2 separate regions of the Danio rerio genome follow, and region 1 is linked to region 2. Evidence: chromatin contacts called from public Micro-C data. All regions are on one chromosome and are shown on one strand. Each heading gives the region's core, a stretch centred on a gene start, on an enhancer-like site or on the middle of the called end of the contact. The rest is flanking DNA. Distances are from core to core; before and after follow the strand shown.

Region 1 (2,700 bases), core at 137-2,636, 260 kb after region 2:
GATAGCTTTTGGGCTGGAAAAAAGTGATGGCTACACTGATTGTAATTTAATGTAGTTTATAGTTTGTAGCTGTCCTTCAAACCAATTTGTACCACACAATTGTCAGCAAGAAGTGTTTAATAATTTCAAATATAGCTGGTATGTTTTATATATATATATAAATATATATATATATATATATATATATATATATATATATATATATATATATATATATATATATATATATATATATATATATATATATATATATATATATATATATATAGTTAGTTTAAATTTATTAGCCCCCCTTTGAATTTATTTTCTTTAAATATTTCCCAAATTATGGTTAACAGAGCAAGGACATTTTTACAGTTTATTTTGGCTAGAATAAAAGAATAAACACCATTTTAAGGACAAAATTATTAGCCCTTTTAGGCTAATTTTTTCTTTCGATAGTCTACAGAACAAACCATCGTAATACAATAACTTGTCTAATTACCCTAACCTGCCTAGTTAACCTAATTAGCCTAGTTAAGCCTTTGAATGTCACTTTAAGCTGTATAGAAGTGTGTTGAAAAATATATAGTCAAATATTATGTACTGTCATCATGGCAAAGATAAAATAAATCAGTTATTAGAGATAGGTTATTTAAACTATTATGTTTAGAAATATGACGAAAAAGTTTGCTCTCTGTTAAACTGAAAACAGGGAAAACATAAACAGGGAGGCTAATAATTCAGGGGGGCTAATAATTCTGACCTCAACTGTATATATGATTACAATAATGAAAAAGATTAAACTATTTAACATTTTATGTACCACAAATGTTATCTGAAACATTGAAATAGACACTGTACTATTCATTAGTACTTAAATTCTCACTAGTATTCAGCTTCATTTTCTAGCCCTCATTTAGCTAGTGTTTACTTTTTCTCTCTTGTAAATAATCAATTAAAGCAAGTGGTCGACTGTGCCAATGAAACCAAGAAGATTGATGGGGCTATTGGACACACCAGCTCACATATGGATGAGTGTCTGAGGTGAAAGGTTAAGCACATCCTTGCTGCGAGGTCAAGCTCCTCAGTGATTTTAGTTTTTTCTCTAAGGAGTTTAAACTAACAAATAAACAACAACAAAAACATCATTATTCTCCCATACATTTGCTCTTCTTTTGTTTAGCACTGGAAGTCGCCCTACATTTACTTAATTGCAGCATCAAACAAACCCCATGGCCGTGAGGAATGGAAACGTTGTGTATTTAGTGCCAACAAATTTGACTTTTCATTTGAATTTGACTCTGAATTTGAATTTCCAGTTGTACTGCAAGTAACCCGAGGCAGCGTTTGGTTCACGCTTGGGTCTCTGAATTTGAATAAGTTAGTTTTGAAGGCACGTCCTGGTGAGAACGGCCCCACCTGCCTCTTTACTGACAGCATCATATGCTTTTTTTCTGTTGGAAGCAGTCAGAGGAGGAAGAGATGGAGTTGGTGAGTTTTACAGAATGCATTGGGAAGGCTGATAAGCTGTTTGATTTTTAAATCACACTACTTTAACTAGCAGAGCCGCACTCAGAGTCCACTGCTTGAGATGGAGATCGACTAAACCCACCATGAACTGGATGAACTCATCATGAGTGTGTGTGTGTGTGGAAGTCTGCATTGTGTGTGACTCAACACTGCATGTTTCGAGCCTTTTTAAGGAAGTTTAAAAGAATCACAGTATGTATGTGTAAGAGCTAAAGGAAAACTGTTGTGGGTGTTTTCAAGGAAGAACAAAAAGGAGAATGGTGCATCCACAGAAATGCAGTTATTAGTAATTATTTTATATTTCCCCAAGACCTCACCAATAAACCTGGTATTCATTTTAGTTTTGAAGCAACATAAAAGCTTGGAACAATCAAAGCAGAACACACAAATCCACATAAAACATTCTATTGCAGTCTACATTTTTGAGCATTACCCAAAATCTTATGCGCTTTTGCATTTCTTTGGCCTGGGCGGTGATTGCATTTTTTATTTATTTAATTTTTTTATTTCTATGATGATGTCGTTAAAATGGAGCAGAGGCCAAAATTATGTCATAAGTTGAGGAGTTTCACATAAGTCCTAAGTTTCTCTCGATTTACTTAAATTTACTGCAATAGGGTAAATATGTAATACATAATGATTGTAAATGGGTTTGAGTAAAATGCTACTATATTAATTTCATAACTTAAGGTAACTTTTGAAGGTAAACATGTATGTGAATTATGTAAAACGTGATATGTAAACACATAACAATTGTATTGTATTCTCTTTAAATATCTAAACAGATTGGAAAACATGACATATTTTTGTTATTTTATGCAAACAAACACACAAATAACTAAATAACTAACTAACTAAATAAATAAATAAATAAATAAATTTAACAAAATAATACATAAATAAAGCAAGCAGGTTTGGAAGAACTGTCAATAGTATTTTACAGAATAAATCTGAATAAAAAATAACAATTTACTCAACCACACACTATAAGTATCTATAAGTTACTACTACACATGCTCTAAATAACTGAGCATTTTGAAGTGATCTTTCATTTCCATTCCTGTATATTACATGATAAATCAGATTTATTATTTATATTACATATAATCTGTATCTAATAGCAACGTTGTTTTTAAAATGTGTGTCTCTGCGTGTGTCTGTGTATGTGTTTTCACCGCATGCATACAC
Region 2 (2,700 bases), core at 71-2,570:
AATTAACAAAACTAGTTACTCTTTTGGGGAGTAACTCAATAATGTAATGCATAACTTTTTTTTAAATGTAACTTTCCCCAACACTGGTAGTAGTAGTAGTACAGTAGTAGTAATACTACTACTACTACTACTACTACTACTACTACTACTACTACCACTAATAATAATAATAATAATAATCGAAAAATAGAAAGCTTAAAGCATTAATTACACAATGTTTCTTCCTTGTTTTCATTTTAGCAGGAAATATTCAGATTAAAAACAAACATCTTATTTACTTTTTCAAGCTGCAGTTTTATAAATGTAATTGCAACTGTAAAATGTTAAAATGTTTGTTTCAGGAATACTAAAAATAAAATTGACTATTAAAATGTAGTCCAGAATTTTTTGGTTGTCAAATAAACAATTATCAAACAAATCATTGTGAAAATAATGCTTTTAGGAAAAAATGAAACACACTGTATTGGTCTCCATGGTTTATTTATTATTTGATGTGTACTAAACTTTTTTTTTTTTTTGAGCCAGAAGTTAATGTGTAGTTTCTCTGAACATACAAATATTCTGTTAATTGACATTAATAATTACCAGAAGAGCAATAATCAACTATAATTATGTTTACAACATTACATTACAGCTTTACCCTCCAATCAATTCCTGCTACTTTTGTTTTGATTGTGCAAATTATGTATATTATATTTTAAATAGTTTTGTTGTGGTTTTGATTGATTTAATTGAGTTGTTAAAATGGATTATTTGACATAAAAGACAAAACTGATGCATTTAATTAGGTCATTCTAAAATGAAAAACCTGTACAGACCAAATTTTACCCATTATAAATGTTTGTAAAATCATTCAAGCGAGCATTTTTAGAAATAAAAGAGCTAAATTAGTTTTCCTAAATGCATTTAAACCCTCCTATCAAGCTATTTAAACTCAGTCTAGCACAAATTCTAGCTGTTTGTTTGGTTGTGATGACAGTCCTGTGACAAGGTGTTCATTAAAAAAGCAGGATATTTGTTTGTTTGTTCTGGTTGGTCTTTTGGCCAGGATATCTTGAGGCTCTGCTTGGCCTCGGTTCCTGCAGGGCTCTTGTTTCGGAGAGCTCTAAGTGGCTCTTGATGCTAGTGGCTGCGCTGGCAAGGCCCTCAGCAGACCCTCCTTATTCTGCTCTTGGCAGCCACCCATGGTTCTCGCTCACTGGCTTCCTAATTTAGTAACGGCGGGTAAAAATATGCGCTAACGAACAGGGTCTGGTATGTCAGGCTACCGTCCAAGAGGAGAGGGAGAGAGAAAGAGAGAGAGAGATCGAGAGAGGGTATCGAGGGAGGAGGGAGTTTGTGAGCAGGCGTTCCAGAAGATGGCAGTGCTCAGCAGAAGCACAACACTGGACACTATTGCACATCTGGCACTGTTAAACTACATTACTGTGAAAATATGATACAGTACTAGCTCACTGTCTGAGACTACATCAACAAAGTGATTTTAAGGGTCTGAAAATCCTAAAATTTCTAGGATTCAAATGTCACTGCATTTTTTTCTTGTTTCTAGGCTAAATATCTAAAAAAAATCTTAAATCAAGAAGCATTTTCTAGACAGGCAAAAAAAAAAAAAATACATTGTCTTGTTTTAAGAAATAACATGCCAAAATGAAGTGTTTTTCCTCAAAAGAAGCAAATTAATCTGCCAATGGAGGAAGCAAAAAAATTGTCACAAAAAAAATATATATATATAGATTTACACTTTCTTTTAATGGGTTATGTGTAAAGTGTAATTTTCTATTGTTCTGTAAACTATTGATGACATTTCTTCAAAATGACTAAATAATAATCATAATAATAATAATAATAATAATCATAATAATAATAATAATAATAAAATTAATTTAAAAGTAAAAAGTGTCCATCATTTATAACACAATGGAATTTAATACCATATACACTAGTCAAGCTGCCTTTGTCTTTATTTGCTTACTGGGGACTTCTGAATTGAGCTCGAACAGTTTGTTCATTAAAAAAAATTTGATTCATTTACAACATTTGATTGAAACATTTACTTTTTTTTTGTAGCCTAACAATAAAATAAACCAGTGAAAGGTTATGTTAAATTAGAAATGACAATGCGTATTAAAGGCATGAACTCCAGCCCTTCCTAAAATTCTTCCTCTTTTCAGATGGAATGGTGGGCCAAATCAAAGGTTATTAGGAGCCAACTTTGCCCCCCGGGCCCTAGTTTAAGCATCTCTGCTCTAAGTGAACAGTTTTGATCAAACCTGCAATATGGCGACCTTGATTTTCAATTAATTGTAATTTTTTTTAAAATGCTTTAAATTAGAATATTTTATTTGAAATTTGAAAAAAAAAAACTTGATAAGACATTTTCAGAATAATATATATATATATATATATATATATATATATATATATATATATATATATATATATATATGTATACACACACACACACACACACACACACACACACACACACACACACACACACATATATATATATATATATATATGTGTATGTGTGTGTGTGTGTGTGTGTGTGTGTGCGTGTGTGTGTGTGTGTGTGTGTGTGTGTGTGTATATTGTACTCATAACATATAATAACATAATATATTTTACTTAAACACATAGGTTGCGTCTAAAAGCTTTAAAATGCTGCCATCTGAGGCAGCAATCAAAGGCAGGCAGGCA

The links. Hi-C and Micro-C count contacts between places; a contact is called where the count stands out from the background.
Region 1: a Micro-C map of caudal fin shows a contact between it and region 2, with 9 times the contacts expected there. The contact joins two enhancer-like sites. A contact is called at or near these places in 8 of 18 Hi-C or Micro-C datasets (caudal fin, embryo, fibroblasts and 3 more) and 1 of 4 datasets of contacts at active chromatin or transcription factors (caudal fin).

Annotation. Positions count from the first base shown.
Region 1 is chr18:24,735,500-24,738,199 of GRCz12tu, forward strand. The region is part of intron 7 of mef2aa (myocyte enhancer factor 2aa); the gene reads left to right. Among named protein-coding and RNA genes, the nearest start is that of mctp2a, 20 kb to the right of the region's middle. Within about 2 kb of position 1,387, at least 3 of the 62 cell types and tissues checked have an H3K27ac peak or open chromatin away from gene starts, as enhancers often do. A contact at or near this core is called in caudal fin, where this site is marked.
Region 2 is chr18:24,478,996-24,481,695 of GRCz12tu, forward strand. No RefSeq gene overlaps it. Among named protein-coding and RNA genes, the nearest start is that of cbfb, 94 kb to the left of the region's middle. Within about 2 kb of position 1,321, at least 13 of the 62 cell types and tissues checked have an H3K27ac peak or open chromatin away from gene starts, as enhancers often do. A contact at or near this core is called in caudal fin, where this site is marked.